Regions from separate parts of the Mus musculus genome. Here regions 1, 2, 4, 5 and 6 are each linked to region 3. A link is a contact called in public HiChIP or PLAC-seq, Micro-C and promoter capture Hi-C data. All regions are on one chromosome and are shown on one strand. Each heading gives the region's core, a stretch centred on a gene start, on an enhancer-like site or on the middle of the called end of the contact. The rest is flanking DNA. Distances are from core to core; before and after follow the strand shown. Region 1 holds the start of Dnm1 (dynamin 1). Region 2 holds the start of St6galnac6 (ST6 (alpha-N-acetyl-neuraminyl-2,3-beta-galactosyl-1,3)-N-acetylgalactosaminide alpha-2,6-sialyltransferase 6). Region 3 holds the start of Abl1 (c-abl oncogene 1, non-receptor tyrosine kinase). Region 4 holds the start of Tor1b (torsin family 1, member B). Region 5 holds the start of Fam102a (family with sequence similarity 102, member A). Region 6 holds the start of Slc25a25 (solute carrier family 25 (mitochondrial carrier, phosphate carrier), member 25).

The links. Promoter capture Hi-C pulls out the DNA fragments that hold promoters and counts their contacts. A called contact is a pair of places that touch in the nucleus more often than the background predicts. HiChIP or PLAC-seq counts read pairs in DNA pulled down with a chosen protein or histone mark. Capture Hi-C pulls out chosen DNA fragments and counts their contacts.
Region 1: a promoter capture Hi-C map of liver shows a contact between it and region 3. The contact joins the promoter of Dnm1 here to the promoter of Abl1 in region 3. A contact is called at or near these places in 1 of 39 promoter capture datasets (the C10 cell line), 1 of 115 datasets of contacts at active chromatin or transcription factors (pancreatic cancer cells) and 2 of 9 other capture datasets (embryonic stem cells and liver).
Region 2: an HNF4G HiChIP or PLAC-seq map of pancreatic cancer cells shows a contact between it and region 3. The contact joins the promoter of St6galnac6 here to the promoter of Abl1 in region 3. A contact is called at or near these places in 1 of 39 promoter capture datasets (cranial neural crest) and 1 of 115 datasets of contacts at active chromatin or transcription factors (pancreatic cancer cells).
Region 4: a promoter capture Hi-C map of pre-B cells shows a contact between it and region 3, with 4 times the contacts expected there. The contact joins the promoter of Tor1b here to the promoter of Abl1 in region 3.
Region 5: a Micro-C map of embryonic stem cells shows a contact between it and region 3, with 4 times the contacts expected there. The contact joins the promoter of Fam102a here to the promoter of Abl1 in region 3. A contact is called at or near these places in 1 of 484 Hi-C or Micro-C datasets (embryonic stem cells) and 1 of 115 datasets of contacts at active chromatin or transcription factors (pancreatic cancer cells).
Region 6: a promoter capture Hi-C map of pre-B cells shows a contact between it and region 3, with 2.2 times the contacts expected there. The contact joins the promoter of Slc25a25 here to the promoter of Abl1 in region 3. A contact is called at or near these places in 2 of 39 promoter capture datasets (fetal liver and pre-B cells) and 1 of 115 datasets of contacts at active chromatin or transcription factors (microglia).

The regions. Positions count from the first base shown.
Region 1 is chr2:32,352,033-32,354,732 of GRCm38.p6, forward strand. It overlaps Dnm1 (dynamin 1), which reads right to left and starts at 1,297. Exons shown (of 23, transcript NM_001301737.1): 1 at 1,017-1,297. The coding sequence starts at 1,177.
Region 2 is chr2:32,605,707-32,608,406 of GRCm38.p6, forward strand. It overlaps St6galnac6 (ST6 (alpha-N-acetyl-neuraminyl-2,3-beta-galactosyl-1,3)-N-acetylgalactosaminide alpha-2,6-sialyltransferase 6), which reads left to right and starts at 1,279. Exons shown (of 7, transcript NM_016973.3): 1 at 1,279-1,405; 2 at 2,336-2,390. The coding sequence starts at 2,365. It overlaps Gm52551 (a long non-coding RNA gene), which reads right to left and starts at 2,195. Exons shown (of 2, transcript XR_003954025.1): 1 at 2,067-2,195.
Region 3 is chr2:31,758,507-31,761,206 of GRCm38.p6, forward strand. It overlaps Abl1 (c-abl oncogene 1, non-receptor tyrosine kinase), which reads left to right and starts at 1,433. Exons shown (of 11, transcript NM_009594.4): 1 at 1,433-1,609. The coding sequence starts at 1,531.
Region 4 is chr2:30,951,492-30,954,423 of GRCm38.p6, forward strand. Tor1b (torsin family 1, member B) reads left to right here and starts at 1,510. Exons shown (of 5, transcript NM_133673.3): 1 at 1,510-1,732; 2 at 2,261-2,526. The coding sequence starts at 1,534.
Region 5 is chr2:32,533,894-32,536,812 of GRCm38.p6, forward strand. Fam102a (family with sequence similarity 102, member A) reads left to right here and starts at 1,466. Exons shown (of 11, transcript NM_153560.4): 1 at 1,466-2,339. The coding sequence starts at 2,194.
Region 6 is chr2:32,450,076-32,452,849 of GRCm38.p6, forward strand. Slc25a25 (solute carrier family 25 (mitochondrial carrier, phosphate carrier), member 25) reads right to left here and starts at 1,395. Exons shown (of 10, transcript NM_001164357.1): 1 at 992-1,395. The coding sequence starts at 1,249. Naif1 (nuclear apoptosis inducing factor 1) reads left to right here and starts at 382. Exons shown (of 2, transcript NM_194335.2): 1 at 382-2,774. The coding sequence starts at 2,364.

The DNA.
Region 1 (2,700 bases), core at 47-2,546, 590 kb after region 3:
AGCTTAGAATGAGCTGCTCTTTCTAAGAACCAGAAATGCCACTTCTGTCTTCCCTAGCTCCAAAGGAGCCTAGGGAGGTGGTGCGGAGGGGGGTCACGACCCTGCTTGCCCCCTCTAAGTCCAAGACCCTTTGTCTCTAAGGCTCTCCTCCACTCTGCCACCTGGCCTTCCCAGAGCCTTGTGGGATCAGAGGCCAGAGGAGGATTAGGTTCTGCAATGGCTCACCACCCCCCTCCTCGCCATCCTGCCTCCTGGACTTAGTCATCTCTGCCCTCTGCCGCCTTTTCTCTCCATCACAACCCTTCTGCCAGGCCAGGGGAGGAGGACGCTGACAAGCAGCCCCTTCCCAAGGGGTGCAGCGAAGGCAGGCTGCTCCGTAGAGGCTCACAGGCCGCTTCTCCTCCCGCTGCCATCCCCCCCCTTCCTTTCCTCGCACCGCAGCCCGCGCCTCCCCCTCTGCCTCTCTGCGCACGGATGGCGGCGGGAGCCGCAGAGGTGTGTGTGTGTGTGTGTGTGTGTGTGTGTGTGTGTGTGTGTGTGTGTGTGTGCGCGCGCGCGCGCGCGCGCCTGTGCGTGTGCGGGGTGGGGGGGTTGTGCCTGGTCTCCGATGCCTATGGGGCTGTGTCCTTTTCTAGGGACTGGGGGAGGGGGCTGTCCCCTGTCACGACCAGGAATTCCCATGGGGTCAGAGCGGGTTCCAAGGAGCCCAGGAAGGGGATATTGCCCTCTGGGTGCTCTCAGCTCCCAGTGAGGCGCTGAGTAATGTGGGCCCCCTCGGTGAGGGTATTGGCGATCAAGGACAGCTCTCTGCCGAGGTCGCTCTACAGACGATGGGGTGAACGAGGGGGCGTGAGTGGGGGGACTCCACTGATATCCGCGGGCTGGCGGGGGCGCTGCGGACCCCAGGACTCAAGCGGGGGGCGGGGGCGCTCGGTCCGCTAGAGCAGCGCCCAGACCGTCGGATCCCGGGGTGGGGACCCGGGGCACCGTGATGCGGGTGTCCGCGCCGCTCCTACCTGCCCACGAAATTCTCCAGCACCGAGCTCTTGCCGGCGCTCTGGCCGCCTACCACGGCGATCTGCGGCAGGTCGAGGTCCGCGTTCTGGCCGATGGCGGAGAAGGCGTCCTGTAACCGGTTAACCAGCGGGATGAGGTCTTCCATGCCGCGGTTGCCCATGGTTGCGGCGGGCCCGGCGGGCTGCGATCCGGCCGCCGCTCCTGCTCTGGCTCTTGGCCCCCGGCTTCGCGGCTGCAGCCGAATATCCCGACTGCGTGCGCCGCGGGTCCCCCGCCCCTCGGGGATCCGAGCGGAGCGCTTCTCCAGGCCGCCGCTAGATGGCGCGCGGGGATTCGCGGACTGGTCACTATGCGCAGACGCAACGCGGGGCGCCATGGGTGTTGTCGTTTTCTTCTTCTGCGGCTTTCGGGAGACTTACCTGTGTTTCTGGGATACGGATGCTGCACCGAAGATAATACTTTTGGTGATGGCTAGGGGTGCTAACTCTAGAAATGGGCTAGTATGTGGTGGTCATGATTACTTCATTTCAGCAGTTATTCCCAGTGGAGAAACTGAGGCCTTAGAGGGAAGATCTGGCACCCACAGGCTGCTGCAGTCAGCTGACCAAAGTCAACCCTAGTCCACTTAGCCTTTCTAGTCTAGGTTCTGACACTAATCAAAAATCTGCAGCATATTCCTTCCTATCCTGGGGCCTCAGTGTTTCTGGTTCTAGGAGGAAGAAAGAAAAACCATTGATTCAACAAATTACCAGGAGCCCATGATAAGCTAGACCCCTTCCTAAGTTTACAGACACAAAACTCGGCAGAACAGCTAGGGACTTTACACTCAGAGATCTTACAGGTGGTGGGATAGACGGGACACAGAAGAGCGTTTGTACTAGAAGAAACAGAGAAAACCAACAGGGCTTGGAAAGTCACATTAGCCAGAAGGGGGCAAAGGTTTTCCAAAGAAATTACCTTTGAAAGGGAACCTAACTGATAAGAAGGGGCCCGACACCCTGATGGAGTGGACAGGAAGTGCAAAGGCCCCAATACCTAGGAAGTGCTGCCGAGGAGAGGCAAAAGTTCTTGTCTTGAACTCTAAGGCTCCAAGAGGATGAGCGCCAGGCCCAGAGTGGCAAATAGTGCTATTCAAACCAGGGGTTCTTGCAGCCATACTTGCCTGTCCTTTTCACACAGACAGATAGTTGGATCTAGGTTCGGCTACTCACTTTTGCATCAAGAAGGACCTAGTTAGGACTCCTGACAAAGAAGCCAAGAAAGAGAGGGTTATCGGGTCACTTCTATGTTCTGAGACTAGGGAAGTGCCCTAGGCATTAGAGACTATCCATTTTTTTCACCCACTGAATGTGTGGTTGCTGAGCAGGCTAGCTCCCGCTAGACCCCAGAGACAAGGCAGTGACAAGCCACCTACAAGTGGCTCAAAGTCAAGTGGAAAAGGGAGGGGTCATATGCCAATAAATATGACTCTTTCCGGGGGTGATGAGTGGAGAGCAGGGCTGGGGCAGGGCTTGTGTTGTTAACTCATACAGGATAATAATGCTGGAACAGAGACTAGAAGTGTGTGGACCATGAGCCCAGTGAGAAGGGATTTCCAGTTAGGGGAGAACCACCCAGACCTTACCTCTGGGTCATTTCTGGGTCATAGCTATCTAATCTGTAGAGTTGGCACAATGACAAAAT
Region 2 (2,700 bases), core at 29-2,528, 850 kb after region 3:
CTATGATGTTTTCCTAAGTAATTACAAAACAGAACTCTTTAAACATGCTTTCTCTTCCTAAATCTCCCCATCACCCTCTCAGGCATGCACGTTAACCCTCGTTCCCAGCCTCTTAGAACACTATGGGTAGGCAGTCTTTGTTTATGTAACCAGCTTTCTAACAGGCTACATATGCACATCCCTGTGTCCATACATGCACATCCCTGGATGTCTGGAGGCCAAAGGTCAGCCTCCAATGTTCTTTCCTTGACCTGGGAGGCCCAGAAAGGGTAAGCTAGCTGGAGGGGTCTCCTGTTCTTCCCACCCCCAGAATGGGGATTACAAACACGTGACGTCGCTGGGCGGGGGTAGCACACGGCTTTAATCCCACCACTTGGGGAGGCAGAGGGATCTCTGTGAGTTCAATGCCAGCTTGGTCTAGAGAGCAAGTTTCAGGACAGCCAGGGCTACACCAAGAAACCCTGTTTCGAAAGACAGAAGCAGAACACGGCATCGAGTCTGACATATTGACTATCTCCCTAGCCCTCAGGTTGCATTTTTCTTTAATTTTTCATTTTATTTTATGTGTATGGATGTTTTGCTTCCACATGTCTGTGTACCACATATATGTGCAGTACCCATGGATGCCAGAAGAGGGCGACAGATCCTCCTAGGACTGTGCTGGGAGTGGACCCCAGGTCCTCTAGAAGAGTTGCCAGTATTTGTAACTGCTGAGCCATCCAGTTGGTTGGGTCCAGATTGCTTCCTTTTAGTCACATAAAATAGTGCAACGAATATTTGAGGGTAGGATGAAGAGAGTTGAGCCAAGATCTCTCCATGTACCCCTGGCCGGCCCGGTACTCACTATGTCTATCAGGCTGGCCTTGAACTTGCAACAGTCTTCCGCCCTCTTCTATCTCCTAAGTAGGGTGCAGGCCTCTAAGCTACCAGGCCCATCAAAAGCTACGTTTTCAAACGTTGCTCTCTCCATTTTCCGGAGATAAGGAGATGAAGTACCAAGCTGCCTAGGGGATGGTTACTGGGTCTCTACGAGGGGGAGTCCAGGTAATTAATAACCAGAGTTCGAACCCAGTGATCTCCGCGTTTCGGATTCCCCATCCGAGGTCCTGGTGTCCATTTGGAGAGAGAGAAATGGATGAGATTTGGGATGGGGCGCGGGGCACGAGGGTGCTGTGGGAGAGCGTCTCTCCTCTCTGGCACCTCCCTGGGGCGGGGCCATCCGCAGCCTGAGGCTCCGCCCTCTCGCTCGGCCCTAACGGGACTGCGAGCGCCGGCGCTAGGACCCGGCGGGCTGGAGCTGCGGCGGGGCCTGGGCGGCCAGAGCGGCGCGGACCCCGGTTCTCGGCTCCCGGCGCCATGTGACGGGGTGCGGGGGCCGCGGGGGGCCGGGCGCTCCCCGGCGGAGGTGAGCCGGTGCTGCGCGGGGGCGGGCAGCAGAGCGGGAGGGGGCTTGTGCTTGCGCCTCGGCAGTGGGGAGCCGCTGATAAGGGGGGAGCCCCAGGGCTCCCCGAGACCCACTCTGCTTGCTAACTGCACCCCGAGATCTAGCGGGATTCTTTGGGCCTCTCGTGTTGGAGATGGGGCGACCCTGCCGCGGCCCCGCACCCCTCCCCTGCAGAGCCGGGGTCAGGATAGGATGCTTGACCCTAGGGTGCAGCGGCAGAAGATGGGGAGCGGGGCTGAGCCTCTCACGAGGCACTCGGGGGTACCCTGCTCCCGTCACCTGGAGAAGCCCCAGAGCGAGCTCAGGGTGCGGCCCTCACCCTCAGCCCAGAGCTCAGCCTCCGCAGGTCCAGCCTTGGAGCTGAGTCTAGGCTTCTGGGCTGCCACCTCCCCAGCGGAGTCAGCAGCTCCCCACCAGGCCTGGCCACTCCGAGCCGAACTAGATGTCTGGCGCACGCACAGGCTACAAGGGGACCCTCCCGGGAGACCCTTTCAGGCTCCGCCCTGTAAACAAACACTACAAGATTCCCCCCTCCCCCGCTTGCTCCTGCTCCCTGCGAGGCGCGTTGCCTCTCTGATCCCTCAGTCTCCTCATCTGTGAAATGGGGAGCAAGAGCACCTACCAGGCGTTGCCTTGAAAAGTGTGTAGGCAGGCGATGCTTTGCGTAGCTCCGGAGCATGTTTCGTAATATAAGGGAAGTCCCCGGCTTGGGGTCAAGAGGGGGAGGATTGTTTCTGGGACAGGCTTGTGCAGGGGCGGGCATTGAACGGAGTAACCCGAAGGCTTAGGATTTCTGATATAGTACTTTCAAGCCTTCGGCTCTCCTTTTCACAAATGCATGCATCTTTCCAGTCGCCCCAGGAGTTACCAGTTCTTATTCCCATTTCACAGATGAGGAAACTGAGGCTCAGAGAGGTCACATGGCTTGCTCGAGGCCCCCCAGCCAGTAAGTGTGGACCCGACATTCGCACTGGCACCTGATACGCTGTTCTGACCATGGCGTTCTCAGAGCAGGACCGTGACGGGCCTGACCGGGGGAACCGTAGTCCTGGCTGAGGGCACTGCTCAGGCAAAGGTGGGAAAGTGGGGCGTGGGCCTGGGACCTGGAGTGCTCCAAGTGTCTGGAGCACGGGGCATGCGCAAGACAGGGTAGTAAGACGGTGGTCTGTCTGGGAGCTGTGGCCAGACCCAGGGGAGCTTTGAATGCTGGAGGTGTCAGGGTTAATGGGGGCGACTCTAGGATTCTGGCCTCCTGT
Region 3 (2,700 bases), core at 183-2,682:
CACCCCCTCAGTGTTACGGTCGGCATCATGGAATCATGGAGAGGTTGGCAGGATCAAGACAGCGCTAGTCAGCATGTGGGCTCTCACAGAAAATGGTCTCCCAGGATCAGGAAAGTATCCAGTTGGTACCCTTGCCTCCTGGGCACTCTGGTCCTTTTCTCCAGGAGATTGAATGGCGTGAGTTCTGAAAGTCCCCTGGGTACTTGTGAGGCCTGTTCTGGCAGCAAAGTAGGTCCACTTGGCTTCAGACACATTTTTGGCACAGACACATTTTTGGGTTGATTAGCACGAAAAGTGTGTGACATCCTGGCTGAGAGGCCTGTCACAGGCACAGTCATGGCACTGTTTTTTTTTTTTTTTTCTTTTGCTTTTCGAGACAGGGTTTCTCTGTATAGCCCTGGCTGTCCTGGAACTCACTCTGTAGACCAGGCTGGCCTCGAACTCAGAGATCCACCTGCCTCTGCCTTCTGAGTGCTGGGATTAAAGGCGTGGGCCACCACGCCCGGCAGGTGATAACTTTTGTCATGGATCTAGCTATCCGGTACAGTCTGCTTAGAAGCCAAGAGACCAAACTTTGGAACCAGGCAGACCCTGACTGAGTTGAGTCTTCTGGTTTCCACCATGTGACCTTCTGGAGTGTCTGTTCTCACATGAAGAATCTGGGTCATGATATAACTTTCCTCACAGGATTAGGTGCACGCACCCTCTGGGTACCAAGGCACATGGAGCACTTCTCAGAGAACCATCCTGGGACAGTCAGCTCTTCAAGTGCAAGGATGGGGACCAGACTTTTAGTTATGTGACATTATTTCATAAGTTTATTTTTCCCTTGTCATTGGAACTTGGGTGAGTTTTTATTAGATTTGTTGTAGTTGGGGTCCTTGTTTCCCACCAACTTAGTGCCAGTAGTCCACTGCTGTGACCATTGCTTAGTTAAAATCTTGTTGGTAACCTCGAGCTAGCGTTTAGGAAAACAAAAACTCACCGTGAAATGGATTCAAACATTACCTGTGGCACCAAAAACAGGGGAAATTCTTGTAAAAATGAGGTCAGGAAGGACCGCCATTCCAGCCCACAATGAACACGCACCATAGAGACATTTCCCTAAGCTTAAACTCACAACTCCAGGTCTAAATGGGTGGTTGGACCCGCGTCCGGTATTCGGTATTCCTGTGGGTTCCAGCCCTGACTGTTCACATTCCTCAGATACCCACTTTAGGTTTAATCACAGTCGCTCCCCGAGACCAGTCCTGGTAACTTGAGAGGAATTTGCATTTCCACCGACCTTCCCGGACACGCGGCAGGGGCAGGGGCTACGCCAGCGCAGCTACGCAGCTGGGGAGGGCGTGGAGCCTTCCCTTGGCCTGGAAGGGGTTAAGGGACGGCTGGGGCGGGGCGCTGGGCCCTTTGTTACCGGCCTAGGCGGGAGGCGGGAGGCGGGACGCGGGCCTGGGCGCGGGCCTGCTGGGAGCGCGGCCTGGCGGGGCTGGGGGCCCGGGGTGGTGGGGCCTTCGCCGTGGCCACGGGACCATGTTGGAGATCTGTTTGAAGTTGGTGGGCTGCAAATCCAAGAAGGGGCTCTCTTCGTCCTCCAGCTGCTACCTGGAAGGTAAATCCTGGCCTGGGCGCGGGGCCCACCAGGACTGTCCTGCCCGCCCGTGCCCTGTGTGTTCTAGGTCCCCAGTCTTCTCCCTCTGAGGCCTCTGCGGGTGCTGGTGGCTCATTCGGACTTCCAGAAAGAGAGAGAGAGCCGCGGCTTTGGCGCTGGCGGGGCCCAAGCGCATAGTGTGGCTCCTGCCCAGAAAGTTTGAAAAAGTCAGTGCCACAGGCCTTAAGGTCCTTGTGAGCCCACGTTGTGGTGTTTCCACTGCCAACTGGGAATTGTATGTCACAAAGGTGGACCTACACCAAGTGCCGCGTACAAAGGGATCCCGCTCTACCATTTATGGGTACAGAATTTCATGTGAACTTTCCACCCCCACCCCCACCTTTCTGCAGACCATGAAGAGGTCTTGGGGATTGTCTCTTTTTAGAAGAGAAAGAATGGTTTTGCTTGTATTTCCAGGAGTTTTGAGAGCTTCCAGTTTGATGCTTGGTGAGGGAGCCCCTCATGTTTTGTTCTTTGCATAAACTTAGAGCCAGGAGCCTGTTGCTTTTGCCTGCTTTACCCTGCTCCTCCAATTCCATGCCTCCTTCCTGTTGTCTTTAGTGTTTGGGTCTAAAAGGATGGCAAGGGAAAAGGGTGAGTGGTGAGTGCTGGGGACTCGGCTGTGGCCAGGCCTGTTAGAGTATAGCTGACCTTTGTGGGGACTGCTGCCTTCTTCAGAAGGGCAGAAGCACTCACAGATGTGTGGTGCCCTGGCTTTTCTGGCTGTTTCATGTAAGAGTTAAGATAGGAGTAAAAATGTAAAGTTTTCTTCAGAGCAATTTGGATTTCTACTGTTTTGAATTGTAAAGAATTGAAGGCTTTTCAATATCTAACCTGCTTCCCCGACCCCCCTTCCAAGTCTTTGACTCAAAGACCTACAGGGCCCCACATGACCCAGCTCAGACTTAGGTGCCCAGCTCGGGTAGAGGATGTTCTCCCTTTGCTAGAAGGGAGTATAAGGGACTTCGCTATAAGTCACAGTAAGATTTCAGCCCCTCCGGGGATTTCAGGGCCTGGATTCCTGAGAGGAGCTTGGTGTGGATGGCATGAGC
Region 4 (2,932 bases), core at 260-2,759, 810 kb before region 3:
TATGTGCTTTATATAGTGTTGGGCCTGACACACAGCCAGAGTTCACGAGTTATTTATTGCACATTAGTTACTAAAGGAACTCAACCAAGTTTGGCAAAGTCTGGACCAAGTATGTATGGACAATCTATTTCCTTGGGGAATGATCTTCAAGTTGGCTGTATTGTCCCTATTAAAAGCCTGTGGCAGCCAGGCGGTGGTGGCGCACACCTTTAATCCCAGCACTTGGGAGGCAGAGGCAGGCGGATTTCTGAGTTCGAGGCCAGCCTGGTCTACAGAGTGAGTTCAAGGACAGCCAGGGCTCCGCAGAGAAACCCTGTCCCAAAAACAAAACAAAACAAAACACCCAAACAAACAAACAAACAAAAAGGAAAAAAGCCTGTGGCTTCAAATTCTATATCAAGTTGATATAATGAAGGCGTGTGGAGGAGTAATCACACATTTCAGACGGGCTGTTTACAAACTCTACTCTTTACATAAACCACACCACTGCTTGTTTTCTGCATGACCAACTTCGTCGGTTTTTGATTAATACCTCTAATCTTCAGCATAGGCAAAGGCTTTCCCTGCCCCACAGTACCTGGACTTTGATGACTCAGTAGTCCTTGTCCCCTTGCTTGCCTCCCCTACAGCCTGTGTGTCCTGAAAGGCAGGACCAACTCTACTCCATGGATGAATTCCCAGCGGGCAACCTGGGGCCCACTGTGTGGTATGCGCATAGACAAATGTCTGTCTCCCTTGTGAATCCCCCACAGGTGTCCCTATGTGCGTTACATCCCTAGTGCTCAGCCCTGTCTCTCTCACAACAAGCACACATTATTGTTGCTATTATTATTATTATTATTTTATTTATTTATGTATTATCTTATATGTATGTGCACGCCTGAGCTTCTGTACAGCACCGTATACGTGGAGGTGCCCACAAAGCTCGGAGGAAAAGTTCTGGAGGTACAGGCAATCATAAGCCACCAGATGTGGATGCTGGGAGCCCAATCTGGGCTTTTGATTTTTATGTGTGCATAATTTTCCAATAATTTTATTATGTTGTGTGTATGATTGTTTTGCTTGCGTGTATGTCTGTGTCCCGTGTGTGTGTGTGCAGTGCTTACAGAGGCCAAAAGAGAGTGGCAGAACCCCTGGAACTGGTTAGAGACCGTCACAAAACAGGAATGTGGGTGCTTGGAAGTGAACCCAGGTCCTCAGGAAGAGCTAGTCAGTGCCCCTAACAACTGATCCATCTCTGCGTTCTCTCCCTCTCTCCGTCTCCTGTGTGTGTGTGTGTGTGTGTGTGTGTGTGTTTGTATAACAAACCAACCAACAAACAAACAGGACCTCTAAAAGATAGGAATGAAATTCCTTTAATGGTCTCTAGAGGGTTTCCTGACACTCACAACGTTGGTGACAATAATCTCCCCGCCCCTTTCCAACAAGGCGGCTTTCTAGCTAAGCGGAAGTGACAGCGCCGTACCGGAAGTTCAGTCCCTGGGACTGAATCCTGCGCTCGGAGCGCAGCCGCACGGTGCTTCCCTGCGTGCGATGAGACGAATCGGAGCGTTTGGGGGCTCCACGGCCCTGTGGGCGCTGCTGGCCGCCCACGTGGCGGGGGCGTTCGAGCCCGTAAGCGTGGGCATCGCCATCGGGGCCGTGTCGGCGCTCACCGGCTACCTGTCCTATACCGATTTCTACTGCCGCTTCACCGAGTGCTGCCATGAGGAACGGCCCCTCAACACGTCGGGTATGTGCCCGCGGGCCGGTCGGGGCGGGCGGGAGGGCACTGGGAGCTTGGCTCCCGCTCCTGCTGGATGCGGCGCCGCGGGAGACACACACGGCCGGGACCTCGCCACACCTTTGCAGGCCTTGCAATGACCACCTGGAGAACTGAACGCAACGGGGCCAGCTGGTGCGCCCCGCCAGGGGGTGCCAGGCGTGGAGCTCCATCCAGAAAGCCCGCCTGTTGCTCTTGCTGTTTGTTTGTTTTTTTTTCGAGCCATCAGGGGTGGCGGGAAAGCTAGCCCGGAGCACAGCCGCCAAATGGTTCTTCCCTGGATGAAAGAATCTGTGTAGCTTGTTTGACATTTAGATGTTAAGGAGAACTGGCACTTAAGGATCTGACTGTAGGTCCTTATGATTCTGGCTCTGATCTGTGAGATCTCTGCATTTTTCATCCCTTCTGGCCCTGCTGGATCAGTCGCTAACTGTGCCTCTGACTCAGGTACTTTTTTAACCTGTGTTTTTCTCTTTGTTCCGGTGCGGGCCTCCGCAGCCCTCAAGCTGGACTTGGAAGAGAAGCTGTTTGGACAGCACCTTGCCACCGAAGTGATTCTCAAGGCATTGACTGGCTTCAGGAACAACAAAAATTCCAAGAAACCATTGACTCTGTCCTTGCACGGCTGGGCTGGCACGGGCAAGAATTTTATCAGCCAGATTGTGGCTGAAAACCTTTATCCAAAAGGCCTGAAGAGTAACTTTGTCCACCTGTTCGTCTCTACTTTGCACTTCCCTCATGAGCAGAAGATAAAGGTGTACCAGGCAAGAAAACCTACCGATTTTTGATCATATGCCTGGGGTACTTTACTCAGTAGCTCTGGCCTCTGCTTTTCTTTCTCTGCCTTGAAGTGCTCCATCTGGCCTCTGCTTTGCTTTCTGCTATTTATTTGACTGAGTTTTACTGTGTAGGTCTGGCAGGCCTGGAACTCACAGAGATCTACCTACCTCTGCCCTCCAAAGGCTGGGATTAAATGCCTAGCCTCTCTTTATTTATACTTTCTGAGACAGTGCCTCATCGTGTAGTCCAGGCTGGCTTTGGTGTTAGGGATCCAGCTTTCTGAGGGCTGAGATCAACAGGCATCTATCAATTTGCCCAGTTTATGGCATGTGGGAGAGAGGGTGGTTTTAGACAGGGTCTAATGTAGCCCAGGTTGGCTTCAAACTCACT
Region 5 (2,919 bases), core at 216-2,715, 780 kb after region 3:
TTTTTAAAAGACAAAGCCTTCAGGCCTCTACTTCCTCACCTTCAAAAGGAGATGCCTAGCTACATCAGGGAGGTCTGGATGGATTGGTTCGTTTCATCTCCAATCTGACTGCGTTTTCCACATTATGGGACAATTATGAGGAGCAGAGATTGCCACCCATGCTTCTGAAATGTAAGCTCAGGAAGTCTTCATGCACATGTCCAAACATGATATCATGCATGGTATCAAACATGATGTCCGGCAGAGAATTTACATCTCAAATGCCAATCAGCCCAACTCTCTTTAATTTTCCACAGGGAAGTCCAGCAGACCTTAACTTATCTCCTGCCCGGATCAAAAACGGCCTTTCACTCACCCATTTCCCCATTTTCTTTCCTCCAAGTTATCTGATGCCAGAACAATCAAGTCACTATCTAGCTCAAAAAACCAGGAGATGCCTCCTTCTTTGCTCTGGTCTACAAGACTGGGCCAGATTCTAGCCTGATCTGCTGTTCTCTCAAATTAGAATTCATCCAGGGATACTCCACAAACTTTTTGAGTACCATGCTGCCGGGCCAGCAGGCCTCTAGTGACTGCCACTGCCTGTACCCCGATGCTTGGCCGGCTTTGTGTCAGAATCCTTTGAACTTCCGTTCCAATCCGAAAGCACACGCCTCCTCTGACCTCCCTACTTGAGTTCTTCAGCAGACTCTCAGATCCAGTCTTTCCACTGGGTGCCTGCCTGACTCAGGACAGAGTTCCTAAACACTGGCGGCCTGGATAAAAAGAATCATAAAATGCCGATAGTTTGGAGAGTACGAGGTCCCCAAGGTGTCCTTTGCCATAACTATCGGGAAACTTTAAACAAAAGCCTTAGATAACAGCCTGGAACCAGGCAGGCCGAGTCACAAGGTTGCCGGGCTCCAATGGATCTTCAAGAGCGGCAAAGCCAGGACAGATGCTTGTCATTTTTAGAGGCGAGCAAGACCTGCATAGGTCTTGAGACACCTCTGCGATTGTTTTCCTGAGAACAGGGGTGCTACCTCCTCAGCCTGCTTCATTGCTCACTGAGCTCAGGTCTTGGCGGGATCCGGGCAGGCCGTTCTAGCCCTAGTTTCCAGATTGTTTCCCCTAGTCATTGTTTCTCCTTTTCTTGGGCTCGCGCTCTCCTCCCGTTCTTTCCAGTGCCGGCCCCCACACCCCGCGACCTCCCACCGCCTCTCCGCACCCCCCCCCACCGCGCTTCTCAAGGAGGCGGGTCCAGCCCCGCGAGCGCTCCAATCCGAGCGCCCTCAACTGGCCCTGCCTCCGCGAGCCCCGCCCCACGCCACCGCCAGCCAATAGAAATTCGTGTTCGTACAGTCGGCCTGTCCAATCGCAGGTTGGCTGTGAGCCTCGCGCGCCCCGCCCCTGCTGCTCTCGGCCGCGGCTCCGCGGGCGGTCGCGCCGGGGCTTCGGCATTCTCCGAGCAGCGCCGAGCTGCGTCGGGCTCAGCCGGCTGCGTCCGGAGGTGCGGGCGACGGCGCCGCTGTGCTCCAGCGGTGCTAACCGAGGCAGAAGCCATCCGGCCGGGTCGGAAGGCGCCTGAGACTCGGGCAGGGCAGGAGCGGCGTAGGTCCCAGGACTGAGCGGGAGGCGGACCGGCACACGTTCCCGGCCCGGCAGAGCCTCCCGAAGCGGTCCCTGCAGAGCCGGGTCGGTCGCCGAGGTGGCTTCCGCTTCCCGGGGCCTCACCTGCGCAGGCCGCGGTGCGCCAGGTGCGGAGGCGTGTGCGTCGCCTGGGCACCTCCCACGGCAGCCAGCGGGGCGGAGGCGGGGCCGCCGCCCGGGTCTCCAGCGGTTCGCCCGGCCGTCTCCGTCAGTCTCACCGGTCCGCCGGGCCCCGCGGATCGGGATGCTGCTGCTCGCTTGCGAGCCGCCCTCCACGCCAGCCCCCGCTGCCGGGGCCGCACCTCGCTGTTTACATGTCAGTGGAGCCCGGGTTCCCCGAGGGTGAGAGCAGCCGGCTCACTGGACCTGGGGCTCCGAACTCAGATCCTCTCCTGCCCGCAGCCTCCGCCGCCATCTGGACTGGATCCAGCTCTGGTGTTTTTGAGGAGGGGGGTGTGGTGTCGGGAAAGGAATCCTGGGGTTTTCTAGTATCCCCTTCTTTTTTTCTTTTTTCTTTTCTTTTTCTTTTTGGCCCTGCGGGCTTCAGACTCAGGGAACTTGCTCATGGCTTTTTTGATGAAGAAGAAGAAATTTAAATTTCAAACCACTTTCACCTTGGAGGAGCTGACTGCGGTCCCCTTCGTGAACGGGGTCCTCTTTTGCAAGGTCCGGCTGCTGGATGGCGGGGATTTTGTCAGCTTGTCGTCCAGGTAGGCATTGAGGTTTTCGCGTTTGCAGGGGAGGGTGGGGAGTGCTGATGAGTGAGATCTAGCCACTTGGCAAATGTGGAAGACTCAGCTAGGGACGGATGGGCAAGGGGCCCGCCTGGGGAAAGATTTGCTCTAAGCAGGACTTAGGTCTGAGTGAGCTGGCAGAGCGCCTGGCATTTGTCTGCAGGTGACCAGCCAGAAACCTTTTAGGGCCCTGCGTGCACTCTTCAAGTCACCCGTTTTACAGATTTGTATGGAGAGAGCTGACTGAGATTTTCACTTTAAGGGATTAAGTAAGGGTGTCTCAGGCCACCTTGCCACCAAGCTGGCTCCTGTGGCTGTCATACGATTGAGAGATTGGGCCAGCCAGGGCTCTCTGGCTCTCTCCCCTTGGCTGGGAAAGCCCAGTTCCAGGCACTCCCTGGATTTGATTGCGGGAGGTGGCTGGATTTTGGGTTGCCCAGCCCCCTCTTGAGTGACTGCCCTCCACTGGCTAAAGCTGGACTGCTTTGCAATGCAAATGTCCTTGCCAGGAGACTGCCTTCCCCTGTGAAAAAAGCCATCGGGTTTGATTTTGTGT
Region 6 (2,774 bases), core at 145-2,644, 690 kb after region 3:
CCCCTGTCTCCCAGTCTTGGCCCATCCCTTTCCAGCCAACAAATATCCTTAGATGTATCTAACTTTCATTTTTTGAAAAAAGTTCCAATTGAGCGATGGTGGCAAAGGCCTTTAATCCCGGCGCACTCAGGAGGCAGAGGCAGGTGGATCTCTGATTCCGAGGCCAGCCTGGTCTACAGAGGGCGTTCCAGGGCAGCCAGGACTACATTGAGAAACACTGTCTAGAAAAAAAAAATCCCCAAAACCAACCGAACAAACAAAAAAAGAATCTTTCTTCAGATTCTTTAACATATTCGCACTCCAATTCGACAAAGGGATCATGACCCAGTGTTCTGAAACAGCAGTGGGGGGCTGGGTCTAAGCCATGAGAAAGAACTGTTCAGTCTTCATCACCCACATCCACACTGATCTGCCTAGAACCCCAGTTCCCATTTTTTTCTTCCCCAACACCCACATGTCTCTGTGAGCAACCAGATTAGAGGCACCGGTGGCATGGAAACGAGAGTGGGGGGAGAAGAGCGAGCGAGCGAGAGACAGACAGACAGACAAGGGGTGCCAATGAGAATGGGTGGATAGGAACCTAGGTGTTGAGGGAGGATGGGCACCAACTTGGCCTTGAGGTCCGTAGGGCAATCTTGAGATCTATCTGTCCTTCTATCTAGAGGGAAGTAGAGGGGGCTTTCTGTCCATCAAAGAGACCCAAGGGTGCCCATCTGTAGCCACGACGAGCTTTTCTCACGGCCCCATCTCCCACCTGAGGAGCCCCACACTAACAAGGTGTGAATTTCCTTTCCATCTGTCAGTGGAGGGACACTATCCCCCCCAACACCAGGGGTTCCGCTCAGCTCTAGCAGCGTCCGTCGAAACCTGACAGGCTACAGAAAGCAGCCCGAGAAGTCCTGCGGTCCCGACCCGTCCCCTTGGCGTCGGTCTCTCTCCTCAAGACCTCCCGGATCCTCCCCGCCCGCGCGGACGGCGCACGCAGACTTACCCGGAGCTCGCCCTCCGTGCGGTGCAGTCCCAGGCGCCGCAGCCCCACCGCCAGGTCGTTGACACACAGGCCGCCGTCGCGGTTGACGTCGAGTGTCTGGAAGAGGCTCCACAGGCGTAGCTGGTGGTCCGGGCCGCCACAGACGGCGCCGCCGCACGGGTCCCCTACAGAAGCCGGCGACGAGGCGGACGACGAGGCGGTGGCGGCGGCGTCCGGCGGCGGGGAGGCCACGCAGCGGCACAACACACTGCTCACCATCGGGCGCGAGGCGGGGGCGCCGGACGCCGGGCTGAAGGCGGCAGGAGAGCGACCCGAGCGCGGAAGCACGCCGGCTTTCCTCAGACAGCGAGCGCGGGCTCCGAGAAGCCGGCCGACTGGAGGGAGGGGCCGCTTCCGGGAGCCCCGCCCCGCGGCGCGCAGAGGCGCTGACCGCGCCCTCTGGCGCACTGCCGACCAATCATAGGCCGGTATGTCGGCTCCGGGATCAATGAGGGGGCGGAGTCACCGTGCCAGCTCGAAGGCGATTCAAACTGAGGGAGCCGGGGATTGGCTGAAGCTGGGTAATAGGCAAGCAGAAAGCCTTGTGTCCAATTCCCATTCAGAAGCTCTATTTAGACTGCGGAATGATGAGGCTGAGAGGAGCGTTGTGTAAGGAGAGATCGTAGCTAACAGTGGAAATGAAATGTATATGAGGGTAACTGTGGACTGAAGTTAGAAAACACAGCACCATTGAATAAAATGAAAATTTAACGGGCTGACGACTCGAAACCGAGAACACGAATCAAAATCAGGAGGCTAAGCTTTAGGAGTCTTCTAAACTGCCAATAAAACAACTGAATTTTACAACGTAATAGTCGCGACACGAACTGAACGACAGTCTGCTTTTCCAATGGAAGTGAATAATGTCCGTGTGGGCGGACATCCTGAAGCGACAGACAAGACTTTAGACCAATGACCAGGCCAGTTCTAGCAAAGAGGTGTGTCCTCTAGGAGGAATGGCAGGCCTGGAGAGCCAGTGATCGGCCAGATATTTGAGCCACGCCAAACCTGGAGGGCGGGGCTTCTCAGGGATGTGCCGAGGGGCGGGAAGAAGGGAAGTGGGCGGATCTCCGCACACCCCAGCGGAAGAGGCAGATTCAGGAAGCCATTACGCAGCTGGCTGGCGGCGGTCGGGCCGGTCAGGGCTGGGCCCTACGCACTTTGCGTAGCGAGGGGGGTTACTTAAGGCCTGGTACTTGGCCTTGAACAAGCCCTGCCTGTCCCCCTAAAGGGGGTGGGAGTGAAAGAGAGGCGAGGCTGAGGAAGAAGAGAAGAGAAATTGGGGCTGTTAAGAGCATTATAATTTCTTTAAAAAGAGAGGAAAGGGGAGGCCATGGCTGTCCCAGCCAAGAAGAGGAAGATGAACTTTTCAGAGCGGGAAGTGGAGATCATCGTGGAGGAACTGGAACTGAAGAAGCACCTGCTGGTGAACCACTTCAATGCTGGGGTCCCTCTGGCTGCCAAGAGTGCAGCCTGGCATGGCATCCTGAGAAGGGTCAACGCTGTGGCCACCTGCCGTAGGGAGCTGCCCGAAGTCAAGAAGAAGTGGTCCGACCTCAAGACCGAGGTCCGTCGCAAGGTTGCCCAAGTCCGAGCTGCTGTAGAAGGTGGCGAAGCTCCAGGGCCCACAGAAGATGATGGAGCTGGTGGGCCTGGGACAGGCAGTGGCAGTGGTGGCAGTGGCACAGCCATAGCTCCTGTACTGCTGACCCCTATGCAACAGAGGATCTGCAACCTGTTGGGT